Regions from separate parts of the Mus musculus genome. Here all the other regions are linked to region 2. A link is a contact called in public HiChIP or PLAC-seq and promoter capture Hi-C data. All regions are on one chromosome and are shown on one strand. The core of a region is the stretch at or near the end of the contact, and the rest is flanking DNA. Distances in the headings are between cores, read along the strand shown.

What was found. HiChIP or PLAC-seq counts read pairs in DNA pulled down with a chosen protein or histone mark. Capture Hi-C pulls out chosen DNA fragments and counts their contacts.
Region 1: a contact with region 2 is called in an H3K27ac HiChIP or PLAC-seq map of extraembryonic endoderm stem cells. The contact joins the promoter of Ube2k here to the enhancer-like site in region 2. A contact is called at or near these places in 1 of 39 promoter capture datasets (cranial neural crest), 1 of 15 datasets of contacts at CTCF or cohesin (large pre-B cells), 21 of 484 Hi-C or Micro-C datasets (B cells, CD4 T cells, the CH12 cell line and 15 more), 6 of 115 datasets of contacts at active chromatin or transcription factors (the HPC-7 cell line, embryonic stem cells, extraembryonic endoderm stem cells and 1 more) and 4 of 9 other capture datasets (adipose tissue, embryonic stem cells, liver and 1 more).
Region 3: a contact with region 2 is called in a promoter capture Hi-C map of adipose tissue. The contact joins two enhancer-like sites. A contact is called at or near these places in 1 of 115 datasets of contacts at active chromatin or transcription factors (bone marrow-derived macrophages) and 2 of 9 other capture datasets (adipose tissue and pancreatic islet).

The regions. Positions count from the first base shown.
Region 1 is chr5:65,535,990-65,538,864 of GRCm38.p6, forward strand. Ube2k (ubiquitin-conjugating enzyme E2K) reads left to right here and starts at 1,256. Exons shown (of 7, transcript NM_016786.4): 1 at 1,256-1,557. The coding sequence starts at 1,495. It also overlaps a transcript of Smim14 not described here.
Region 2 is chr5:65,456,574-65,459,593 of GRCm38.p6, forward strand. The region is part of intron 3 of Smim14 (small integral membrane protein 14); the gene reads right to left. Among named protein-coding and RNA genes, the nearest start is that of Ugdh, 22 kb to the left of the region's middle. Within about 2 kb of position 1,493, at least 115 of the 459 cell types and tissues checked have an H3K27ac peak or open chromatin away from gene starts, as enhancers often do. A contact at or near this core is called in the HL-1 cell line, adipose tissue, extraembryonic endoderm stem cells and 2 more, where this site is marked.
Region 3 is chr5:65,373,636-65,376,687 of GRCm38.p6, forward strand. It overlaps Klb (klotho beta), which reads left to right. Exons shown (of 5, transcript NM_031180.2): 3 at 2,045-2,313. Among named protein-coding and RNA genes, the nearest start is that of Rpl9, 16 kb to the right of the region's middle. Within about 2 kb of position 1,321, at least 5 of the 459 cell types and tissues checked have an H3K27ac peak or open chromatin away from gene starts, as enhancers often do. A contact at or near this core is called in adipose tissue, where this site is marked.

The sequences.
Region 1 (2,875 bases), core at 6-2,505, 79 kb after region 2:
AATACGGAACTGATCGATTAGGTGAATACATGAAACATATTCCTACAATAACACCTTCATAATTTCAAAATGTTATTTTCTTTCTTTTTTTTTTATTTTTACTTTTTTGGTTTTTCCAGACAGGGTTTTTCTGCATAGCCCTGGCTGTCCTGGAACTCACTCTGAGACCAGGCTGGCCTCGAACTCAGAAATCCGCCTGCCTCTGCCTCCTGAGTGCTGGGATTAAAGGCGTGCGCCACCATGCCCGGCGCTCAAAATGTTATTTTCAAAGTACCTCTCAGCACCCACACCATATTGTTTTAAACTCTACTAACCACTTTCAAATAGCCTCTCCACGTTATTGCTCAATTAAATAATTTTACTCGTTTCTCTTTTCTCCACTCAACTATATTCACTCAATACAAGCGCCAAACACCTTTGTAAGTTTAAAGCTCTTTCGGCCTTCTATTTCTTCAACTGTCACTATAATAAATACAGTTCTTCACATGCTTAATCCAGTCATTCCCACAGCGTGGCCGCTGAAAAACGGGCAGCAGGGAGCTTGCTAGGAATGCCAATTCTTAGGTCCATCCACACTCTAGAGATAGGTGCTAACAATCTTAACCAGCTCTCCAGGGATTCCGAGGCACTTTCAAGTTTGAAAAACACCTTAGTTCTGCAGTTCAGCATTGATTATCTAAACAGGGCAAAGATGTAACTTCTGGCTTTTAAACCCATCACAGGCCTCTTTCTGGCAACACCTGTATCAATTACAAGCCGTGGGACACAACCATTACACAACCTTAAACATCTGTAATACCTGAGATGACCGAATAATAGTTGCCTTATCATGGTTCCAGAACAAAAGCTACGGCAGTGGATTTCCCGGGGGTTTACCAACGGACGCTGGGCAGGACCCAGTTCCTGCATAGCTTTTTCCTCCGCTAGACACAGGGAGGCACTTCGAGCCCGTGGGTTCTGGGTCTGGCCGAGTTAGAGCGGGGCTCGGCCCGGCTAGGGCCGGGGACACCCGCCAGGCCGGGCTCCCACCTCGGGTCCCAGCCTAGGGACTGGAGGTCTCTCTGTAAAGGAGGCCGAGGGGCAGGGGAGGACCCGGCAGGCCCAGACCCCGCGGACAGGCCGCGAAGCCGCACCCTCCTGGCCCCAGCCGCCGGCAGGGCGGAGCCACGCGGCCGAAGCCCCGGCTGAGACGCGCGGCGCGGCGCGGCGCGGGCTCGCTGCTGGAGACGTATGGGGCTCCCACTGGAGCGGCTGCGCCGCCCGGTCGGGTCAGCGTGGTGCGCATGCGCGGACCCGGCGCCATTTTGGTGGCCGGGCGCGGAGGTGATTCTACAGTGAGGAGGAACGCGACGGCGAGGGTGGCAGTGGCAGCGTTCGTGTGCTCGGGTCTGAATCGCTGAGGGAGGAGGCGGCGGCGGAGGAAGAGGTGGCAGCGGTGGCGGTGGTCGTAGCGGTGGCGGAGGAGGCGGGTACGAATCAGCTGCGGGCAGAGACATGGCCAACATCGCGGTGCAGCGAATCAAGCGGGAGTTCAAGGAGGTGCTGAAGAGCGAGGAGGTCAGGAACGAGCTACCGGACGCCCCCATCTCAGCCCCGGGCGGCAGGGCCCCTTCCTTCCGCGACCCCCGGCGGGCCCTGGCCGGCTTCGCTGCGGCCGCCTCTCTGCCTCTGGGGAAGCGGCGGCCTCCCCTCCTCCTCCCGCCGCCTTTCCCTCCCCTCCCCGGGCCCTGGGAGAGGCGGTCTCGCGGGCGGCTGGCCGGCCGGCCGGCCTGGGGAGGAACGGGGTTTGGAGGGCCGATGCCGAAGCACTCGTCGGGGGCACGTGAGCTCTAGAGGGAGCCCCGAGGCGGTGGCGGCAACATCTGGAAGTGTGACTAGGCGGTGGGGAAGAAGGAGCAGGCCGAGAAAACCCGGGAAGTGGGTTGGGGGAAGGGGAAAGGTAGTAACTGGATCCCCCGGCCGCAGCGCACCCCCCAGGCCCACGCTTTTCGGGGTGTTCTGGAGATCGCCGGCCGGGGCCTTTGCTGTCTTCTCCTTGGGGAAGGAACCTCCACAGTCTTTAGGTATAGACGAGGGGAAGACTTTGAGTTACTCCCTTCCAGTGTAGTGTTGGGGGAAAGGGAGACATAATGGGAAGGGAACTGAAACAATTTCCACTACAGATAGAGAAATAATTCCGAATGAGGTGGTAATCTCTTTTCTACGGACCCAGCCCGTAACTAGGCCTCATCATTGACATTTAAAGCTTTTAGTCTGGTCAAAGGCAAGTTGTTTGTTAATTAAATGATTTGAAGTAGGGAGAATAATGGAGTGTCTGAGTAGCCTATTTCAGAATACTGTTTACCAGTGTCAGGCTCTCCTAGGGCAATGCCTCTGTGACTAGTGTTGTACTGTGAAACTTCATTATGATGTCCCTCATAGTTAACTTGAGTCTCACTTTTAAAAACAGGCCTATTAAAAAACAAGGGATTTCATCAGATAACACGTTATTGTAGTTCACTATTGAGTTAGGTTTATTTTTTTGACACAATATTATAGCAGGAAATAGCATATTAAGAAAAATAAAACTCCTAGTACATTGTAAGTCTTGCAAATTTTAAGTACATTAATGCTTGCCAAATTTATTTATGTGAAATATTGAGAGTGATTGAATAATTTTACTCATCTGTAAAAGTAATAGTACAACTTTTTCCACCTAAATCGACAAAAATGCTAGCTTTTCTATGATTGAACTTAACAACAAAATTCTGTAAGTAATTATTTTTTTCAGGTTTACATGTTTTTCTTCTAGGCTTGCTTGATGCTTTGATAATGTCAATTATGATCTTTAAAATTAAGCCTTTTAAGCACATGAGGAACTGTTACAAATCTTGTA
Region 2 (3,020 bases), core at 243-2,742:
ACAGTGGGCCAGGCAGGACAAGGCCATCCTGAGCTAGGTAGTGAGTTTGAGGCCAGCCTAGGCACACACTGAGACCACTAGGCACACAGTGAGACCACAGAGACAGGCTAACGTGCAGTTCGGTGGTGGAGCACTGGCCTAGTGTGCATTGAGGACTTGGGTTTGATCTGTAGCACCAAAAGAAACAACAGTTTTTGAAAAATATTCTACAAAGCCCTAAAACGTTCTTCATGTTCAGACAAACCTCTGAACTGCCTTTAAAAGTGGTTGTATGAAAAACCTAGACTTGTTCTTCAGATGGCCACCTTTTGTAATGAAATAGCCATGTCCACTGGTAACTATAAAATGCAGGGGCTAGAGGAAGGTGCCAAAGCGGCAGGGTTTAGATCTAGACTGGGAAATAGGGAGGGAGGGAGATCACTGCCGTGATGCTGGGGATCTGGAAGGGAGAAGGGTCTGCCTCCAAGTGCCCCTGCCTTCACCGAGCTGAGAACCAAGACTGACATAGATGTCCAAGTAAGACAGTCTCTACATACATAATGGCTGGACACGGGACAGCAGAGGGTGGTACCACTGAGAAGGGAAAAGTGTCCACAAAATGTAGATAGAGTGAAGCCAGCAGGACAAGGCTTTGCAGCTAAAAGCACCGCCTCCAAGCCTGAAGATCTGAGCTTGGCTCCCCACCCCCACCCCCTCATACAACCAAATTGTTTTTTTATATAGCAAACGCAGAGTGAGAGGCAGCTGGAAGCAATCTTAGTCAGGAGCCAATGGGATGTGTTTACTGCTGACTCCTGCAACTGGAGTGAGGTTCAGAAGCCAGGCAAGACGTGGAGACCAGAGAGACTTAGTCGCAGAAGCAGCCAGTCACAGCCAGAGCATAGGACTCACAGGTCAGAACAAGGACCTTCAAGTGTGCTTCAAACAGAAAGCCCCTGAAAAGTTTTAGGTGAAAAGAAGCCAAAAGCAAACTCTTACTTGTTCAAGCCAATTGTGTTATGAATAACAGCAGCAGGGAGCTAAACTGGGAGGGAGTTAGGAACAGGCAAGGCTGGGCATGGTGGCACTCGCCTTCAATCCCACCACTTGGGAGGCTGATTCTTTGTGAATCTAAGGTCAGCCTGTTGTACACAGTGAGTTCTAGACCAGCCAAGGGTACAAATAGGTAAGGCCCTGTCGCAAACAAACAAATAGACAGAAAGACAAACAAACAGACCCTACTATAATGGCCTAGATATGAGGTGGTAAACAGAGAGGAGGCAGAACGAGGTGCTATCAAGTAGAGTGTTGGTTACATCCTGAAGGTAGATATAAAGGACAGGCCTGAGAGCCAAGGGTCGTTTACAGAACAGACAAAGGAGGAAAAGCAGCCGTGACAGAGCTACCAGAAGCCCAATTCTGAAGATTTGAGATTGCCTATGAAACACCACAGTGGACATGTCCACAAGACAGTCACCAGCACACACATCATGAGTCATGAGACTTGAGAACGTCATCAAGGGAGTGTAGGGAAGGAACAGCTCCAGCGAATGAGCTCATGAGGCCGGGGGATAAAGAAAACAGAGTGGTTGAAGACAAAGTAATTGGAAAGTTAGAACTGGGGGAAATAATAGCTAGAGAGTTGGAAAACTGCAAGCCTGAGCAGTTACAGGTTCTGAGTAGATAAGCAAAGGCTTTGTCTAGAAACAGAAAAGATAGGAGATTATGTCAAGGGTTGTGCTGGGTAGGGAGCTCCAGCAATCAGTGCTTGTCATGCAAACAATCAAAACCCATGTGAAGAAGGAGGGCATGGGGCACACTTGTAACCCCAGTGCTGGGGAAAGGAAGACGGGGAATCACTCCCTGGGGATCACTAGCTGACCAAGCAGCTGAGCCGACTCAGAGAGCCCCAAAATCCCACTTAGAGACCCTGTTTTTTTTAAAAAAAAAAAAAAAAAGGTGGAAGGCTTATGAAAAAGGACATCTGAGGTAGACGCCTGACATCCATATTCATGTGTGTATACATGGCATGTGCACCAGCACAAAGGTGCTTCTGCACACACAAACACACATCACAACATAATAAATACAGCTGTATATATTGATACAGAACTTAATGCTATCGCCCAAGAGGCAGGAGCAGAGGGCAGATCTCTATGAGTTAAAGGCCATCCTGGTTTATGTTTATGTAATAGACTCCAGTATAGCCAAGACTATAGAGACACAGTCTCAAGATAAATAAGTAATTGAACAAATAAATAGCTGGGCAGTGGTGGCGCACGCCTTTAATCCCAGCACTTGGGAGGCAGAGGCAGGCAGATTTCTGAGTTTTAGGACAGCCTGGCCTACAGAGTGAGTTCTAGGACAGCCAGGGCCACACAGAGAAACCCTGTCTTGAAACAGAGAGAGAGGGAGAGGGAGAGAGAGAGGGAGGGGGAGGGAGGGAGAGAGGGGGAGAGAGAGAGAGAGAGACAGAGAGAGATGTAGGCCAAAAGTTAAGTTTCAATAAAAACAAATAATATAAAGTGGCAGAGAATTATCAAAGAGAAAAACTATTGGTGCCTTTAACAAACATGCAAGAGAATCAAAACTTAGAACTTAAAAATCCAAACTATATTCACTGACTGATGTCAAAGCTTAAATAAAGTCTGCAGAGAGGAACATAAATACTTCTCTACCATTTATCCTTTTAGCTTATGTTTACATTGTTTTAGACCTCTCCAGAAGTTGGTTCTATGAATAACTGAGGAAATGATTTTTTTTGGAGACAAGATCTCATGTATGCCTGGCTGGCCTCTAACTTACTGAGTAGCAAGGAACTGACCTGGCACTTCTGACCCTTTCAGCCTTTGCCTCCTCAGTGCTGGGATTATAGGTGTGCAGGTCTGTATATATAGATATGTATATATACATATGTATATTGGTATATTTAGTGCTGGAGGTCAAATCTGGGATTTCATATATGCTAAAATAGCAGAATTGAGAGGACCTGCATAAACACACACACACAAGCACACACACACACAAGCACATACAGAGAG
Region 3 (3,052 bases), core at 71-2,570, 83 kb before region 2:
CAGCTCCTGCAGGAAAGATATTTCAGAGGAGATTTTAGAAAGAGCAAGTCCCTCTCCCAGTCTCCCCACCCACCTGGCTCTGCAAAAAGGAACAGCTTAGAACGCAGCCACACCCAACTACATGAACCTGAAGGAAGGGTGGCTCATATGATAATATATACAGGCCCTTGGGTCAAATGTCTTTCACTTGGACAAAGGGGTTTACCTGTTCCACCCTTCTTCATAACACCACACTACTGGGAAACCAGAACCACGACTTGCTGAAACACATTTGTCATTTTGAAATTTCTTGTCATGGTTTTCAACCTTTCTTTCAAGGAAGGATTTTTCTTTCTTTTTTTTTTTTTTTTTTTTTCTTTTTTTCCTCGAGACAGGGTTTCTCTGTGTAGCCCTGGCTGTCCTGGAACTCACTCCGTAGACCAAGCTGGCCTCGAACTCAGAAATCCGCCTGCCTCTGCCTCCCGAGTGCTGGGATTAAAGGCATGTGCCACCACTGCCAGGCTATCAAATCTCATTATAGATGGTTGCAAGCTACCACGTAGTTGCTGAGGATCTCAAGCCCCCTGAAAGAGCAGACAGTGCTCTTCACCACTGAGCCATCTCTCCAGCCTCTGGATTTTCTACCTTTTAGAAAAACAATGTTAATGATAATTAGATGGCAAAATGCAGTGATGAGGCATCTCTCTGAGGGGAATAAAAGGGCGTTGCTGTTGTTGTTGTTTGTTTGTTTTAAGAAAAATGGTTCAAGTGGGGGATAGGGAGATGGCTCAGCAGTTGAGAGCACCAAGCACCGCCTGCTCTTACAGAGGTCCCAGGTTCAATTCCTGGCACACTAACTCTAACCACCCACATGGCAGCTCACGACTGTCTGTAACTGAAGTTCTTCTGAATACGCTTTATCAGGCCTCCCTGGATACAGACACAGAGAGAGCTCACAGATAAACATGCAGGCAAAAACACTCCTGCATGGGAAATAAAATTAAAATAATAAAAATTTTTAAATGATTCAGGGCTAATTTCAGTTTTTACTGTAGACCAGGTTGGCCTTGAACTCACAGAGATCTGCCTGCCTCTGTCTGCAGAGTGCTGGGATCAAAGTCGTACACTGCTACACCTGGCTCCCACTCAGAGTTTGAAAGCTGAGAAAGCCCTTAGAGAACATCCTTCCCGATATTTTCCTTTGCAGATGAGGTAACTGAGGCTCTGCACCTTGCCCAACAGCTCCTGCCCCAAGATGCAGCAGGACCTGGCCTGGGCCTGTTGCCCTTCAGCCCAGCCACCTCTCACACCACTTCCATGCCTTCCGCCTGCATTTGCTGTGACGTCCTGAGAGCTGGTATTTTCAGTCCCTGGAGGACAATTTCACAGAACAGACAGTAGTACACAGACAGGAACTAGCCCAAACTCGGAATGAGAAACTCTGGGTCGCCAGTCAACATCTATATCCCAAAAGGCTCTGGAACTGCCGAGCCCCAGGACACAGATCTGCGCACTAAATATCACCTCATCCCACTTTTTAAATTTTTGAGATGGGGTCACACTATGTAGCTCTGGATGACCTGGAACTCAATATGTTGACCAAGCCAAACTTGAACTCAGAGATCTGCCTACCTCTGCTTCCTGAGTGTTGAAATTAAAGGCATATACCATCCGTCATACCCTGCTAAACAATGTGATTAAAAACGTGTAACTATCAGGAAGAATGTTTTAATGAGATCTTCCAACTATCACTCACCAGGGTAGGGAGTGCGTACTGTTTATTTCTTTTGAGTGTAGGGCGCATGTGGAAGTCAGAGGACAACTTTTGACACTTGGTCCCCTTGTACCATGCAGGCCTCTGACTCAACTTTGTCAAGCTTCATAGTAGGTGCCTTTACAGATGCAGCTATTTTGCTGGCCCCAAATCAATAATTTGTGGTTTGATATAAAATGCTTGATATTTAGGAAAAGAGTTACTTTTGTAATGTGCTGTGTCCTGGCACTTTGTAAACGAACTAGAATGTTTTAGTCCTCTGAAAATCGCTGCTTCCTTTTCTCTGTGCAGCAATAAAATTTGATGAAATCCGCGTGTTTGGTTATACGGCCTGGACTCTCCTGGATGGCTTTGAGTGGCAGGATGCCTATACGACCCGACGAGGGCTGTTTTATGTGGACTTTAACAGTGAGCAGAAAGAGAGGAAACCCAAGTCCTCGGCTCATTACTACAAGCAGATCATACAAGACAACGGCTTCCCTTTGAAAGAGTCCACGCCAGACATGAAGGGTCGGTTCCCCTGTGATTTCTCTTGGGGAGTCACTGAGTCTGTTCTTAAGGTAAGTGGCTACAGCTGAATTAACCACGCACCAGGGGAGATAGTATACAGTATGGTTTTTTGTTTTGTTTTGTTTTACAGTATGTTTTTACAAGTGTAAAATACATGTAAGGATATCTTAGTCATTGTTCTGTTGCTGTGAAGAAACATCATGACCACAGCAAGTCTGGGGTCTTCAATTGGGGCTGGTTCACAACTCATCAGCATGGTGAGAAGCATGGCAGCATGCAGGCAGACACGGTGCTAGAGAGGTCGCCCTATGAACCAATGGAGGCCATTTTTATTCAAACCATCACAGATGCTTTGCCTGCATATATGTCTGTCTGCCTGGTGACCACAGAGGCCAGAAGAGTGCATTGGATGTCCTAGGATTAGGGATATGTGTGTGCTTGTGTGTGTGTGTGTGTGTGTGTGTCTGTGTCTGTGTCTGTGTGTGTGCCTTTCACACAGATACTATGAAAGACTATTCAACGTTCTTAACTGCCATGCCTCCAACCCTGTGTGTTTGCATATGTGGTGCATATTGCAGTCCATGCAGAGGTTAGAGGACAAACTGTGGAGTTAGTTATTTCCCTCTACCTTTTTTGGGTTTGAGGGATTGAACTCAGGTCTCGAAGCTTCTGAGTAAATGCTTCCCCCTCTGAGTCATCTCCCCCACCCGAATCCACTATCTGTTTAGTTAGGTTTTTTCAAGACAGGGTTTCTCTGTGTAGTCTTAGCTACCCTGGAACTCTCTCTTG